2 separate regions of the Mus musculus genome follow, and region 2 is linked to region 1. The links are chromatin contacts, called in public Hi-C maps. All regions are on one chromosome and are shown on one strand. The core of a region is the stretch at or near the end of the contact, and the rest is flanking DNA. Distances in the headings are between cores, read along the strand shown. Region 1 has its middle 11 kb from the start of Lrfn3. Region 2 holds the start of Kmt2b (lysine (K)-specific methyltransferase 2B).

Region 1 (2,899 bases), core at 196-2,695:
AAATGCAGTCAAGTTGATGATGGCGATTAGCCATTACTAGTCTTTAGGGTAACGCTGAGGGATGATGGTAAACAGGTACCACACTCCTCATAAGCATTCCATCAGGAAAGGCCTTCCTGTTGATGATAACAGTGATGGGCTTCAGGGACGTGATAAAAGCTGTATGGGATGAATCCACCTAGACCAAAAGAGAATCAGCTTCTAGGCAAAGGAGCGTCTGTGTACAGATCTGTGTGCTTATGGAATCATAATGACTCCAGCTCCCAACACAAACCACCGCTGATCCAACGCTAATCAGACATCTGATTTGTATGGATAGAACCTGTGTGGATTCATGTGCTAATTATAAATGTAGGTTGGTTGTAAACTTTGTCCTTGGGATGGGGCTAAGTCCTACATTTGGAAAGGAAGAGCATTGATAATCCCCAACTCAGAGATTCATAAGCTAATGGCCATTTTGAGTCAATTCGTGCCAATGACAACCTCAAGATAATTTAAAAATGGTCTGGGGAGATGGCTCAGTGAGTAAAGAACTTGCTATGCATGCATGTGGAGCTGAGTTCGGATTCTACTACACAGGTAATTCCAGGGCTAGGGAGACAGATACAGGGGGATCCTGCGCGCGTGCACACACACACACACCATAATTTTATTTTTAAATAGCTCAAAAGGACAGTAAGATATTCGTAGTCAAAAGGACACAGACTTTGAAGCCTGACAGCCTGGGTTCAAATCCCAGCTCTGTCACAGACGAGCTGAATGTCTCTGGCCTCTTCTCTAGACCTCAATTTCACTCCTGTAAAAGGGTTTGATAATAGCTCGAATGACCGTTGAGAGGATTAAATTAGCTAATACGTGTAAAGCTCTGAAGCAGTTCTTTGCCACATGAAAAGTGCTTATTCTGTAATAACCAACCATACAGCCAACAGTTGCTGTCCTGGTTTCATTTAATCCTCATACCGGGCTCTCCTCCAATTTCATTACTACAACCCTTTCTTGGCTCAGGTCTCGCAGCCTCATCTCTGTACTGGCTTCCCAGAGGTTCCTGGAGGACTCTGCATTCCCAACATTGTCCCCGCCCCTACTGCTGTCTTCTGAATTTTCAAACGTGGTCCTAACGGTCCTAACAACTAGCTGCCACCGGGAGGCAGCAACACACCATGGGGCTGCCGTGAGCGCGGCGCATTGTAGGACATGTAGTCTTGCTTATCAGATAAGTGTCGGCTCCCGCGTGGAGGAAGAACTACATTTCCCAGAAGGCATCACAGACACCCTCGGCCTCACCTTGTTCTGGTTTCGCCCCTTTAGTGCTCGCCTCACTAAATGCACAGAGCGGGTGAGGCATGGGATGTACGGGTATGGTTGGGGGATGTGGAGACTGAGCGAGCACCTTGCCCAAGAGGGTGGCGCTGCGCAAGAGGCCTGCTGATCCCACTGGACCTTAGCGGTAAAATTAGACCGGAGTACTGGTTTAGGAATCGCAGATGTCAAAATTGCTGATTAGTCTGGAGAGTCTAAGGCATTCCTTACTGGAGCAAATAAAGAGACCAGCATTTTGCACCATTGCAAATACCCCTTTAGCCAGCTTTCTCTCCTGTGTTTAAACTGTCCCATGTTGGCTAGGGAGTCTTTTCTCTGAGAGCCGTGGCTAAGTAAGAAAAACGAAAAACAAAACAAAAATCTTTCCTTTCTTTTCTTTTTCTTTCCAACCATGCCTCCCCACTTTAAAACCCTATTATGGTAATGTTTAGCTATTCACAAAAATAGAATTATATAACGATCCTCCAAGTTCCCATCTCCCAGCCTCAATTATTATCAACATATGGCCAATCTTGTTTTATTTATTCCGCCTCCCCCAACCAATTAGTTTAAAGCAAATCCCAGACAGCCTATAATTTCATCTATAAATACGTATCTCTAAAACACTGAGTTCTTAAAAAAAAAAGCCAGCACATATAAAACTAACAATATCTCTGATTGTTTTTATAAACTATCAATTCTTGGTTTGTTCAGATTATAATCCAGCCGGGCAGTGGTGGCACACACCTTTAATCCCAGCACTTGGGAGGCAGAGGTAGGTGGATTTCTGAGTTCGAGGCCAGCCGGGTCTACAGAGTGAGTTCCAGGATACACAGAGAAACCCTGTCTCGAAAAACCAAAACAACAACAACAGAACAAACAAAAAACCCCCCAGAGTCTGTACATTTTATTTGTTGGGAGTTTCTTTGTGTCTTTTATTCTATAAGTGTCCCCTCCCTCTCATCTGTGTCCAATTTGATGGGTTTCTTTTTTTGTTGTCCCCGCCCCCTCCAAGATAGAATTTCTTGGTGTAACAGCTCTGGCTGTCCTGAAGCTTGCTCTGTAGACCAGGCTGGCCTCAGACTCACAGAGATCCACTTGCTTCTGCCTCCCATGCTCTGGGATTAAAGGCCTGTTCTGACTCCGGAGCGCTGGCACTAAAGGTGTGTGCCACTGCCACCCAGCCTTTTTCTGTAATGTTAATAGTGTCAGTGTTGGCTTTGAGTCTTGTTAGCCTGGTTGTTATAAAACTACAGTGAGACTTTAGAAAGGAAACCTTTCCTGTTCCCCCTCCTTCTTTCCTTTTCGTTTTACAGAAACGAATGTCTTTGTGTGTGCATGCGTGTGTGCACATGTGCCAGGGTACACACGTGGATGCCAGAAGATAACCTCGGGAATTGGTCTTCACTTTCGACTTAGCTTGAAGTGACCTCTCTCTGGTTTGGGAGGTTAGGTTTGTTTGTTTTCTTTTTGCTAATGAGTATGCCAGACTAGATGGCATACTAGCTCCCAGGGTTTTTCCTGTCTCTACCAGCCTATTCAGAGGAGCACAGGGGATTGCAAACAAACACTACCACATTCAGCTTGACATGGGTCCTGG
Region 2 (3,089 bases), core at 369-2,868, 210 kb after region 1:
ACTAAGTCTTACTTGTCTGTTTTTCCCCACAGCCCAGGCTACCTTGGACTGAACACAGGACACTCAGTAACTGGTAGAGACTAGCTGAACACAAAGGGCAAGAACCTTCCCGCAACACTAGAGAGGTAGAGTTTCCCCATCACTCACCTCGCTGGGACCGAAGCGCAGAGCGCAGGGAACTGGGGGCCACATCTTCATCTGAATGAAAACCCTGAAACTCCTGATTTAGGGGACCAAGGGTGAAGGGGAGAAACAGCAGTCAGTACCAAAGCCCTGGTTCCATCTGGGCTTCAGGTGTTGCAGATATGATAGTTATCGTCCACCTTAACATACTCCTCCTCATTTACCAAAGAACTTAAAAGACTGAGGCAAGGTCAGAAGGAATAAAGGTACAAGGCGTTCTTGAACCAGACCATTCCAGCACAGCCATCAGTAATTCACTAGCCCAGAAGAAAACACTAGAGGGTCTCCTCGAGTTAAGCAATAGGCATTACAATGAGGGCTAATTCCAACTTAAAACAAAGTAGGTCCTCCATTTACACCCTTGCAGGGCATTCTTAAAAATGGGGAGTGTTTGGGGGAGATGAGAGGTGGAGCAGATGGTTTATCATATTAGAATCCACTCTGAGCCCTCAGAGGACAGCTAGCTCTCCTAAGCAATAGAATCCACACCCTCCTGCCTTCTCCAAAAGGCTGAGAGGGATAAACCATGACTGCACTCACTCCAGATTCAAGACTCAGCATTCATTCTATCCCTCTTCAACCCGCGCCTAAGAAGCCTCCACCACTCTACCTTAGAACCAGAGAGCAACTGGGGCCCTGGTGGAACCAGGGCAGGGATATGTCGCGGATTTTAAGGGCCAAGGAGGCAGCCTGCAAGTAAGAGCCCAGGAGGCTCTCTAGCCTTGGTCAATTAAGGCCACGCTGCTGCTGTCAACCACCGCTGGTCCGGCATGCAATCCCTATGGCCTCTTCACCCACTCCTGTCCTGCTCTGCCATTGCTACCGCGAAAGATCAGCTCAGGACACCAATTGGGCTCCAGGCGTCTAGCTGCAGTCAGGGTTTCTCTGATCACTTTCAAAGGCCCTAGCTACCCAAACGCTCCACGCAGCCTGCTTCCTTCGTGCTTCTTTCCAGGAGCCCCGAGAATCCCACTTGTCCACAACACCCTTCGGAGCTATCCGGAGCCCTGCAAGCCCCTGGCCTCCGCCCTACCCGGCGCTAGAGACACCTCCGACCGCCTCACCTCCTCCTCGGATTCCCCGTCACTGCTCTCTTCCTCCGGCATGCAGCCTCGGTTCGGGCCCCAGCCCCGTCCCCGGCCGCGGCCTCGGCCTCGCTGAACTCGCGCACCAGCCCACAGGCGGCGGAGCCGGCGCAGGCCCCGGCGAAGACCCAGCAAACGGAGCAGGGCCGTGTCCTCCCCGGGCTCGGCTCCTCCCGGCCCCGCCGCGCCGCCACCGCGCCGCAGGGCTACCCGCACTCTTTCGGCTCCGTTGCCTCGGCCGCCGCGGCCCCCGCCCCCGCCGGAACCCCGCGGCCGGCCCGGGAAGCGGCCCCGTGCGGAGCCAGGCCCGGGGCAACTGCCGCCGCCCGCCGCCGCCGCCATCTTGGCACCGTGAGAGGGGCCGGGGAGGCGGGGGGAGGGGCAGCCCGTGCGCAGGGCCGGGGGGGAGGGGAGAGGAGGGGAGGAGGGGCAAAGCGGGGCGGCTGCGGCTCACGACAACAACCAGCGCCGCTGTGGGGCGGGCAGGAGCCGGGGGCTGGGCTGGCCACGCGCGGGGCACCACGGGAGCAGGAGTCCTGGGCCGGTCGGCCGTCACCCTCCAGCCGCACCTGAAGAGCGGACCCCGCGTCGCGGCCTGAGAGCGGGAGGCGCAAGGTCTTCTGGGGAATGTAGTCCAGTCGCCTTGCTCCTTCCGCCGACAGCTGGGGCGCGAGAACTGGGAATACCGGGTTGGCGACAGAGACCAGGAGAACCAGTTCCTGGTCTCCAGGAGGTGTGGTTCCCGGCTCAGACTCCTCCCATTGTTCTAGTCGGAACTAGCGACCTGCATGGACTACCATTCCCAGGGTCCTTCCCAGGGTACCGTTGGCTTCGGACCCTGGGAACCCGACGGACACACAGTAGACGAAGTTAGCTATTGCGCTAGGCGTTGGCTGAGGGGAGGGCGGCGGCGCTGGATTAGTCTCACTTCCAGGCGCAACCCGGTAGCCGCATTGCCCGGCGCGGAGGGGAGATGCTGGAGAGGCTAGTCTTCCGTCCCTTACTCGGAGGAGAGCAGACCGGTGGTCGAAATCCGGACCTCAGTCTGCGCTCCTCTCCAGCCCTAGACTACGCGCGCGGTAGATTGCTGTGGGAGGAACCAGAGTCTTGGGGCGCCTCAAAGCCACCTTTCCTCTCCCGCAGGGTCTGGAGCGCCTTTGCCGCGTGCTGCCCTCGGGAATTATACGAAGCCCCCCGGAAGGAGAAGTGTGACCCTCTGTTTATTGAATGGTGAATGGCCAGCAGGGGCCGCTACAGGGCAAGGGTGGAAACCCCCTAGCACAGAGGAAAAGTCTGGACTCGTCCTGACTGGAGCACAGGAAACTTTATTATAGTGATGAAATTGACAGTCCCCAGTTAATCTTCACCGAGTTAATTGTCCTTTAACTCGGGCTCGCCAGGCCGAGGCTTCTGCAACTCGCTTGTCCCGGAAGGGTTCGTAGCTCCTGTCTCGCAGTTCTTCTGTGGTTAAATTTGCCAGGCCGCCCTAGCTGAGCCCTTCTGCCTTTCATTCTTTGGACTCTTTGTCAAGCCAGAGAAGCTACCAACACCCGGTCAGGTGGCAGCAGAGGAGGTAGGACTACCGGGAGAGCTGGAGGCCCGGGTCGGCCTCGAGGAAGAGTAGAGGAAGGTGGAGCGTATGGTCCATCCAGGCGGCAGCCGGCTGGGCGAGTGGCCACGCATGTGCGCCTGCATGGAGGCCAGGCTAGGGCAGCCAGCCCTGCACAGAGGGCATCGATAGGGAGCAGCCCCATGTGTCCTCAGGTGCTTGGTCATGGCAGAGAAATCCCGGGAGCGCTGAGGACAGAGGCTACAGGAGAA

Evidence for each region. Hi-C and Micro-C count contacts between places; a contact is called where the count stands out from the background.
Region 2: a Hi-C map of uterus shows a contact between it and region 1, with 3 times the contacts expected there. The contact joins the promoter of Kmt2b here to the enhancer-like site in region 1. A contact is called at or near these places in 9 of 39 promoter capture datasets (the C10 cell line, the HPC-7 cell line, cranial neural crest and 6 more), 1 of 15 datasets of contacts at CTCF or cohesin (embryonic stem cells), 2 of 484 Hi-C or Micro-C datasets (nephron progenitors and uterus), 2 of 115 datasets of contacts at active chromatin or transcription factors (both in embryonic stem cells) and 3 of 9 other capture datasets (adipose tissue, liver and pancreatic islet).

What each region holds. Positions count from the first base shown.
Region 1 is chr7:30,372,511-30,375,409 of GRCm38.p6, forward strand. No RefSeq gene overlaps it. Among named protein-coding and RNA genes, the nearest start is that of Lrfn3, 11 kb to the left of the region's middle. Within about 2 kb of position 1,446, at least 210 of the 459 cell types and tissues checked have an H3K27ac peak or open chromatin away from gene starts, as enhancers often do. A contact at or near this core is called in adipose tissue, second pharyngeal arch cranial neural crest and uterus, where this site is marked.
Region 2 is chr7:30,587,108-30,590,196 of GRCm38.p6, forward strand. It overlaps Kmt2b (lysine (K)-specific methyltransferase 2B), which reads right to left and starts at 1,619. Exons shown (of 37, transcript NM_029274.2): 1 at 1,248-1,619; 2 at 148-220. The coding sequence starts at 1,610. It overlaps Zbtb32 (zinc finger and BTB domain containing 32), which reads right to left. Exons shown (of 6, transcript NM_021397.2): 6 at 2,574-3,089. The coding sequence ends at 2,823. It overlaps Gm32082 (a long non-coding RNA gene), which reads left to right and starts at 1,672. Exons shown (of 3, transcript XR_003946734.1): 1 at 1,672-2,212; 2 at 2,412-2,498. Mir3569 (microRNA 3569) reads left to right here and starts at 2,273; the gene lies at 2,273-2,330.